Linked DNA regions of Columba livia: region 1 is linked to region 2. The links are chromatin contacts, called in public Hi-C maps. All regions are on one chromosome and are shown on one strand. Each heading gives the region's core, a stretch centred on a gene start, on an enhancer-like site or on the middle of the called end of the contact. The rest is flanking DNA. Distances are from core to core; before and after follow the strand shown. Region 1 overlaps CIMAP3 (ciliary microtubule associated protein 3). Region 2 holds the start of FMOD (fibromodulin).

What was found. A called contact is a pair of places that touch in the nucleus more often than the background predicts.
Region 1: a contact with region 2 is called in a Hi-C map of liver, with 3 times the contacts expected there. The contact joins the enhancer-like site here to the promoter of FMOD in region 2. A contact is called at or near these places in 2 of 2 Hi-C or Micro-C datasets (crop and liver).

Annotation. Positions count from the first base shown.
Region 1 is chr22:6,275,434-6,280,426 of bColLiv1.pat.W.v2, forward strand. CIMAP3 (ciliary microtubule associated protein 3) reads left to right here. Exons shown (of 6, transcript XM_021298309.2): 1 at 1-2,176; 2 at 2,512-2,654; 3 at 2,976-3,074; 4 at 3,538-3,665; 5 at 3,940-4,066; 6 at 4,445-4,610. The coding sequence starts at 2,158. The coding sequence ends at 4,459. Among named protein-coding and RNA genes, the nearest start is that of CIMAP3, 6.1 kb to the left of the region's middle. Within about 2 kb of position 1,473, at least 3 of the 3 cell types and tissues checked have an H3K27ac peak away from gene starts, as active enhancers do.
Region 2 is chr22:6,241,684-6,246,441 of bColLiv1.pat.W.v2, forward strand. FMOD (fibromodulin) reads left to right here and starts at 1,945. Exons shown (of 3, transcript XM_005510324.3): 1 at 1,945-2,273; 2 at 4,144-4,758. The coding sequence starts at 4,164. LOC110364643 (a long non-coding RNA gene) reads right to left here and starts at 1,676. Exons shown (of 2, transcript XR_002423558.2): 1 at 1-1,676.

The DNA.
Region 1 (4,993 bases), core at 223-2,722, 33 kb after region 2:
TCAAGGTTTATTTGAGGAACAGGATGGCCAGAAATCAAGTTCGAGTGTTTCACAACATCAGAGAAGCTTGAGATTTGTTTACGGCACCTAATTATAGCAGTTTAGTGCCAACAGAGAATAAGGAAAGATGAAAGATGTGCTGTAAGGGAAGAATATGCAATGGCTGATTGCAGTACTGCATCAAATTCCTCATGAAAAGAACTCTGCTAAATCCTTATAAAATATACCTGGGGACAGAAGGCGAATAAACGATGACGCTCTGTGGAAGCAGCCAGGGAAATGGCTGCAGCATTTCGTAATCAGCGTGAGTCACGGATGATATTTCTGGGAATGTACATGCAGAAGGCAAGAATTTCCCCGGGGGGCAGGGAATGGTTGGTATCTGAAAATCAGCAGTTCTTTAGTTCCACTCAATGAGCTGTGGAGGGAAGGGAAATCAAATGGAAGATGTGTGAAGCAGAACAGATCCAGCCTTTGCAACAAGGAGTTAGCACTGGGGAAAACAGGCTTTAAACCAGAGATCTTTAAACAAATGTGCCGGTGTCATAACAATCAGAGAGATCTGAGTCCCTCCTGGCTGTCCTGTACAGGAAAAGTGCCCTGAACGCCGGTCTGCACCAAGTCCCAGCCCAAGACCTACGAGATGTGATTGTCTTCTGGAGGAGGAAATCCGGGGAGCTTTAAAGCTCCTCATTTCTTGCTGTGAGTCTGAGCAGGAACAGATGGCAGACACCCCCCGCGCAGCCCGCGCTCCTGCACAGAGCACGTCACGCCGCAGGTCGCGGTGCCGGCTCCGCAGCCTGGGCTGCACGCAGGACGGTCCTCCCGGCAGCAGCAACATGAGCCTTTCGGCTACACCAAACAACCTGTTTAGGAGAACAAAAGGGATTTGGAGCAGGACAGCTCCCAAATCGCTCTCCAAGCTCTCAGCAGGGCAGCAGACGCCAGACCCACAGGCTCCAGCTGTCTCCTCTTTGCGCAGATATTATTACACCGGCCACCAGCAGCTCCATGTGCGCACAGTGAAGGACACGTCTGAGCGTTACATGACTTGGAGGTAGCACAGATCCTTTTTCAGGACTCCATTTACAGGCATCGGGTTATAGCGGCAGTAACTTATGCGTACACGTACCCAGCTGGATGCGGAGCCAGATATTCACATGTGTGGCCACTGGCTCTGCAGCCATATTTCCTTAATTCTCTGTCAGATTCCTGAAGTGAAGAGAGTGGGACAATTTCCCAAGCAGCTCAGCAGCCCCCAAGGACAGCTCAGCCATTAAAAGCTGTTAAGCCATTGAGAGACCAGCAATATCACCAAAGCTCTTGATAGGAGAGCTGGAAAACCACTCACTGTATCGACAGGGCTGGGAAGAGCAAGCAACATTGACACCTACTGTTGGATATTTTAATTGCTGATAGCACCCAGCCGCTGACTCCAAGATCCTTGTAAAGCCAGAGGAAGATGCTCTCATTAGTTAAAACACCACCTATGCAAGTCCAACCAACAGGAGCAACTTCTACAGCTGCGTTAATGGTGAAACCTTGGTGCAGAGCTGCCAGGACGGTCTCGTGTTTGACACCAGCTGCTCCTGCTGCAGCTGGCCGTGAAGACACCCATCCTACTACAGCAAACAGACCCCCCTGATCTAATTACACGGAATAAGATTTATTAAATAAAGTGTGCTGCAAAAGCAGCAATCCTCAGTGTTTCAGCTCATCTCACTCTTAATATTTGATGCTCCCTCATTCTCTCATGGCACTTACACTTGCGCTCAGGGAAGGGCCTGAATCCACAAGCTGGACTTAATTCCAATATAGCATTTTCCAGGGGTTTTTTGCAGCTGCACCATGGCAGCGAGACAGGGAAAAAGAGAGCAGACAACGCGCAGAGCAGGCTGTGTCACAAGGGAGATCACACAGAAGGGTCCTGACAGCCCAACCCATAGCTTGCTCCCCCGGAGACCTCTCCCCACTGACCCAGGGGGTGCAAACAGCAGCTCCTCAGAGTAGGACCCAGCACAGCACGATCCAGGGCTTTACTAATCCTCCTCTTTTCCCGCACCCCGAGGTGCCGCCACCACCAGCGTTCCCTCCAGCAGCCTCTGCTCCGCGTCTATGGCAACTGCAGAACACGCACAGTGACCGTGGCAGGGCAGCATGGCCTGGGAGCCCAGAGGTGAGCCTGGCCAGGCGCGCGGCTGTGGGCACCAGCGCTTCCCTTTCCCGCAGCCCCCGCTGGCACGGGGCTGCCCGGGAGCCTTCCCCACAGCTGCTGCGCTGCCCCGTGCCCCGACGGGGAAAACGAGCCTCTGCGGCAGGAGGGAACAGACATCCAGAGGGCAAGACCCCTCACGAACATCCAGGCTCAGGGAAATTCCCATCTGGGAGATGAGGGGGTGGTTGGCCTCAGGCAGAGAGCAGCAGACACTTAAGATGGTAAAAAAAGCAGCAAGCGGTCACCTCCGCGTGGGTTTATCACACTGGTGGAATCTCCATCTCCCGGTCCCACAGATGCACAAAAGCGGATCTCGTTCGGGTCATGCCAAGAACGGAAAATCTTCCCTGCCCACCAGGCCTCGGACAGGCTGGGGATCCAGCTGACAGCCGCTGGGGGGAACCCTTCGCTGGGGCCAGGCTGCTACCTCAGCCAAGAGGTAAATCCTTCAGGGATGTGCTCAGAGCTTTCCCTTCACACAACACACACGGTACAGGAGCGACAGGACCATGGCCAGCCAGACACGGCATCCCCCTCACCTCCAAACCCATTGTACAAGGGCTCCACACATACCTAGAAAAATAAGCTCCACTTCCAAAAGTACCAGTCCTCAAAGCTCCAGCTGCCCTAGCGCCCTACATCAGTGAGAAATTAGAGGTATTAATAAAAATTATACCTGCTGCTCATGTACTTCTGCCCTTCCCCTAATGCAAATGATGTCTTAAAAATGCCAGTGAGACACTTTGGTTTTGACTCGCAGAAAAGCAGCCTCAGATACTCTTTGGGAAACAGACCACTGAGCAACAAAGGCTACGTGATCGGAGCGAGAACGGCCCAGCGCTTCCTGCCGCAGCCCCAGGTAAGAAAGCACACCTCGAAGGGCAGAGCTGCAGCTTCCAAGGGTTTGTAGGCTGTTCCCACCTCCAACATCATCTATAGGGTAGCTATAGATCTCCTTACACGAGTCTAGTGGGAGGTGTTGAATGTAGAGACTGATCACATGAGCTCTGGCAACACCAACACACGTATTTGTATATACCCATTTCTTTGTATCACATACACATGTATGTAAACCTACATATACCGCCTGAACAAACACTCTGTTTTCTGACCTAATTTCTCCAGAACAACAGCATATTAGGAGCAACAACACAGGACACACTGGGTGAGCAGCAGGGAGTGCATCATTGATTTTTTCAGGCTATCGGGGTGGCCCAAGCGGGCACGGAGCAGCAGGTCTGTCCCGCCCCGCGGGCTGATCAGAGCACGTACGAACGGTCTGCAGAACCACATTTTCCATACAGAAATTTCATCTTTTGCAGCCTGTGAGTCCCGGCCCAGCAACGTACCAGCCATTCGGGAAGAAAAGCTGCCAGCCTGCCCACGCTCCATTTTCTGCTAAGACACCACGATTTCCAGACAAGCCTTCAGATAAAGAACTTATCCCTGGGTAATGGAACTCATTTTCTTACACTTTTAATAATAAGCAGGAGTACTGGCAGAGAGAAATACTAAGACACAAACGGGATGTAGGTAACTGAGCTCCTGGTAATGCTTTTTCATCTTCAAAAAGCTCCACTGCTTTAGTCTTTGACTTAGCGTGACGACTAGAATACCACAACGTGCTTCTCTCCCATGGATCGAGGCAGGGCTGGTAAATTCCAGTATAACAAACATCATACACCAGCTCCAGAAATTAGATATTTCGTGCCTGTTTTCTTTAGACCTGGAACTTACGAAGCAGAAAAGCAACTACACAAGAAACTCACTTGGCCAATGAAGTTTGGGTCTCCAGACTGGTCTTTAGTGCCAATGCCAGCAACAAGGATGCTGAAAACGGAGGTACAGAAGGTAAGGGCAGGGTAAGGGGTGTTAATCCCAGCTCAGTGCTTCTGACAAGTGAAATTGTGGGATTACTTCGATGCATTCGCGCTATGTTTTGTCATCCGTTCCTCACCAGCCTGCTGGGTACAAGATACAAAGCAATTTTCTATCAAAAAAATGTCAGTTTACAAAAAGTTACAGTCCTTCAAAAAAACCTCCTAATAAGAAATGTACTCTGGAAGTTTCCATCCACAAAGTGAGAGAACCAGAACACAGACTTCACTGTGTAGCTCTGCTGAAAAGAAAACCTTTCCAATTTAAAACATAGGTTAAGGTTCTCGACGCCGCCCCACATCTTCCTGCGCTTTCCTGAAGCCATTGTCACTGCTAATATCTGACGGATAGTTGTCTTTCAGCTGAGCTTAGACAGAGAATGGAGGAGACAGCGGGACCGAGCGGCCTACCTGAGCCTGTACTTCAACTGAGGAGCCGGGGCCGCCTGGCCCCTCCGGCCAGCCCTGGAGTCGCCTGCACCGCTCAGCCTCTCCAAATAAAACCATCATGAAAGAGCCATTTCTTGCCACTGTTTGTGCTTCCCTGCTATCGTGCCAGGTGTCTGCTCTGCCCCTGTGGGTGTTTGGGTGCTGCTGGGTCCCACACACAGCACCCCGAGCCCGGTTCCCTCAGGCCCTTGGGCCTGGCCGCCATTTTCTCTGGGTCGCCATGGAAACACATCACTATCTCCCTCCCTGCTCCTTTTCCACCCCAAATCCCACCCCTGCTGACAACAACCAGGAGTCTTATTAACACAGATAGAACATGGCTTGGCTGCTGCCCTGTCTCCTCAGCACTGGGAGCAAATCCACCATCTTCTCCTCACCACCATCCCCTCATCTCCAGCGTGCTCCAGGCTGGGCCCAGGGCTTCACCCTCAGCCCAAGCAGAGCTGCGAAA
Region 2 (4,758 bases), core at 695-3,194:
TTTCATGGAAGTCACTTGGGAACCCAGAGGAGCTGGTTTCACACTGGCCTGTCATGAGCGGTAGCGCTGAGGTCTTATCAACACCCACCTCCTGCCAGACAGACGGACCAGGAGAGCCCCGCGAGACGCTGGATGCCCAGAGCGCGACATTTCGAAGTTGGATGGAGAAAAAAAGACATATGTGCTTCTTTAGATGGTAAATGTTCACTTCTGTGAGATAATCCCGAGCTGGTGAGGGTGAGATTTGACAGAAAGTCCTGGTGACAGTGGGGAACACACAAACCGAGCTCAGGTGTGGCGGTATCTTCCGGTTTAGGCTGGGAAAGGGGGATGTGGCCATGGGGAACGGCACCATTCGGAGCCAGTTTGGGTGGGGACGGCTCCTCAGCATCCCCGGGGCGACCACCAGCCCCCATGGGTGTGCAAACAGCCTCCCCCAAAGGGTCCTGGGTCAGGAATATTTGTAACTTCCCGAAGACAGCGAGGCCACGCTCCTCATCTAACCTAGCTGGGGACAAGCTGCTTTTCCAGAACAACAGCCAAGCCCTGCGAAAGCCTCCGAGCTGTTGGCCAGCGGGACACCTCGAGCTGCCAGGGATGTGACGCTGGTTGACACCATCGGAGCAGCAGATGTTACTGGCTGCCACTGCCCTCCCCGCCATTCTCCGTGGAACGGAGCTCCCTGGCAGCAGGAACTATCCCCCTGAGCGGGGTCATTCCTACATCACCCAGGGCCCCGAACCACCTCCCTGCCCATGGTCGGACCCTTCTCCAGCTGCCCCGTGCCACTGCAAGCTGTCACGGCAATGCTGGGCATGGAAGAAGAGCTGCTACCAGCCAAACGAAAGCCCCCACCCCACTTTACTAAAGTTTTCCCTCCTTTTAGGCAGCGCTACCCCCCATCCTGGTTTCCCCTCGAAGGCGAGGCTTTCTCTGAACGCTCCCAGTGCTGCGAGCTGTGCTTTCCAGGCACGCTGCTCCTGCCCGAGCACAGCGGCTCGCTGGCACCGTCCCCACTGCACAGCGTGTCCCTCAGCCCCACATTCCTCCTCCTTACAACAAGGACCTCGGGACGATAAGCATCTTTGCAAGGCTGCCCAGGGGAAGAGGAGGTTTTGGCTGGAGATTTGATGGGAAGCAAAGGAAAAGCGTGTCCGGAGTCCAGCACCTGCGGAGCCTCTCGGAGCAGCTCCGGGCTGCGGGAGGACCTGGCCGTGCTGCTGCAGCGGGCATGGGACGGATGAGGTGCTCAGGGCTCCTCCTTCCCATTCCTTTCGGGCAGAAATGCTGTGACACAGGGACAGCTGTCCCAGAGGTGAAGTGCACAGAGGGCCAGCACAGGGACCAGGGGCTGTGACAGTGCCCACCGCTCCCCCACTTTGCAGGACACCCCAGGGCACCAGCAATGGGAGGTGATGCGGCAGGGACAACTGGGAGCTCTGCTGTCCCTGCCCAAACACGGGTCACCCTCAGCACACACTCCCTGTCCCCCCAGCTCAGCCCTGGGGGGGACACCCACAGGGGACACCCAATTCTGCACAGTCTGCAGAAATGCCAGCTTGGCATGGCTCTGCTGCCACGCTGAAGACAAACTCCCGCTGTCACAGTGGCCCTTTGGTAGGCAACTTATTTACCTTGGATGCTGCAGCCTTATCGTTCGTGGAAATGTTTATCCGAAATATTTAATAGCAGGACTGCATAAACTGAGGCTGCCTGGGGAAGAGCCCGGGCTGCAGCCGGCGCAGGCACCAACGTCTCCTCCCTGGTACTGCTAAAGTTAAAGATACTTTCTCACTTCTCCCTAAGAATCGCATCCTCAGCGCCTCAAAACCTGATATTTTTTAATCTGGCCAGAGGCCTCCTCATTGCTTCCTGATGAGAAACACAGGAGACCTAACAACAGCCCTTTTAAAAACAACATCCCCGATTCCACTAACTCGTTAAACAGAGAGAGCCTGAAAAGTGCCAACACTCCTATGAGAAAAGACGGGAGAGAGAGAGAGAGAGAGAGAGAGGGAGGACAGAAAAAGCAGGTTATTTATAACGCCAGGCAGCATTAGGGTCTTTTCAGTCTCTCCTGCAAACCGGCTGCTGCTGGTAGGTCACTCCCCAAAAAAACCTGCCGAGCCCGTGACCTGCAAGCACAATATTTGATCTGGGATCTGGGGCGGACACCAGGCTCTGCAGACCCAGAGACGCACTCACATGCTGCTTGGCACACGGGAGATCCCGCAGAAGAGCAGCGCGGCTTTGGGAAGGAGACGCTCACCTCGGTAAGTCTGTCTCTGTATTTATAATGATTGGTTTTTTTAAGGCTGATTTCCATGCCCTGGCCTCGGCGGGCGGCTCCACGCGGAGCACATGCCAGCGACACGGGTGGCACAGGGTGAGCGCCAGCGCTCCCGAGCCACCGCGGCGGGAGCTCCCGCTGCCCACGTCCCCTGTGCCCCCAGCAGCTCCTTGCCCCCTTGGTGGAACTTGGACACCCAATCCATCAGCCCCAGGTACGGGCAGCACCTGGCACCCTCTGCCTATCCCATCTGCAGGGGAAGGGGAGCTGGTTTCATGCCTGCCCACAGACCCTGGAGCCCCTCGGCTCCAAAACCCGCTCCCTACCAGGGTGACCCCATTACCCCGGCAGCCTCTGGCACGGGAGCATGTGCACCAGGAGGTGACACGGGTCTCATGGTTGGTGCACTCAGCTCAGATACCCCCAAAACCAGTGCTGAACCCCCCTGGGGAGGGGAGAAGCAACGTTCCAATGAAGTGGGGGGCAGCTGAGGACAAGCTCTGGGGTTACCGGTTTGGTGAAGGGGGGGGCACTAGGGAAGGTGGAGGGTCCCTGTGGATCCATGCTGCCCCTGGGCAGGGGCTGCCAAGCTGCTCTGCATGGCTGGGGGGCTCAGGGGGCTCTGGTATTTCAGCCCCAGAGCAGGAGGGAGGAGGAGAACAAACTGCTCCTGCCAAGCTCCTCGTGGCACCAGCATCCCCGAGCACCACGTCCCATGTGCCCCGCGCTGCAGGAGCCTGCGGAGGGCAGAGAGGGAGAGGAGGGGGCGAGGGAGCCGTGCCTGCCCTTCAGTCCCGCTTTCCTCCAGCGCCAGCAGCTGCCAGGCTGCCTCGCTGGCAGCAAACCGTGCCCTCTCTGTCCGCTGCAGAACCGTCCCCTCCCGCCAGCGGGGGGACACGGGCCGTGCCATGGGGTGACCCCGCGGTGAGGGGGACACCGGCTGGGCGGCGGGAGCGGAGCTGGCAGGGATGCACCGCAGCCCCACAGCTCTGCCTGCCCAGCCACGTATGTAGCACATGCAGAGGAGCCAGCAGGCAGGAGCAGCTCCGCTCCCCCTCCGAACAGCTCGGCCCCACGTATTTCCTGGAGGAATTTCAAGCTGCCTCGCTCCAGGCCGCTCTGTGTGCTCGTTTAGCCCCAAGACGAGGATTCCTAGAATCATTTTGGTTGGAAGACACCCTCAAGTCCATAAAGTCCAACCATTAACCCAACACTGTCACTAAACCACGTCCCTAAGAACCTCATCTACATGGACGTTGCCCCTTTTCGTGTCAGGGTTGAGCTTGGGGAATCTAAGCTTGAAAGTGGTTTAATTTCAAAAACCAGCCAGAAGTCGTTTGCCAGGATTTGCATCAGTCCCGAGCAGCCTGAGCACCCTGTGCTTCTGTGCAGGAAGTGGGGCTGGATGGAACCCACGCGAATCCTGTCGCCAGCGGCTGTCACACAAATACAGCTCCAGCAAAACGCCTCGAGCTCCATCAACCTGCGCTCACAGCTCCCGCTCTCCCCTGCTCGGTGAATCCCAGGGCTGAGCGACCTGACACCGCTATGGAACACGTGCCCTATATCTCCATCCCTACTCAGTTATAACAGAAACACCCGTAAGTTCAGATTTTGCGAGCAAATATCCACCGGGATGCAGGTTTCTAGCAGGGCTGAGGTGAAAAGGGGGAAGATCAGGTACCTGCAAGCAGGGGACATGCTTGCAGCCCCCTTTTTTGGGTAAGATTCCTCCAGGTCCCCTGGTTGTCCAGCTCTGCTGCCGAGTGGCACCATCTCCAGGCAGGGGTGCAACTCCCCTCACCCCACACCTGACGCTGCTGATGGTTCCTCCCCATTTGTCCCCCACCCAGGTCCCTCCAGCACCAGCACCATGCGTTGGGCCACCGTCCTGGTCATCGCTGGGCTCTGCGGAGCCTCCCTGGGCCAGTACAATGAAGAAGAAGACATGGCGTGGTTGCAGTACTACATGCGGCAGTCCCGGGTGTCCTCCTACAACTACATGCCCTACTACGAAGACGAGAACCCCCCTTACATCTATTCTTACGTCCCAGCCCCAGAGACAGAGGCAGAGCCTGGCCCTGAACCTCAGCAAGCCCTTTCCTGGCAATGTCCCCACGAGTGTGATTGTCCCCCTAACTTCTCATCAGCCATGTACTGTGACACCCGGAACCTGAGGTACCTGCCCTTCGTGCCTTCCCGGATGAAATACGTCTACTTCCAGAACAACCAGATCACCAGCATCCAAGAGGGCGCCTTTGACAACGCCACCGAGCTGGAATGGCTTGCACTGCACAACAACCAGATCACCAGTGAGAGGATGGGCAAGAGGGTCTTCGCCAAACTCAAAAACCTGGAGAGGTTGTACCTGAACAACAACAACCTCACCAAGATGCCCAGCCCCCTGCCCCGGTCCCTCAGAGAGCTCCACTTGTCTTACAATCACATCTCCAAGGTCCCCTCCAATG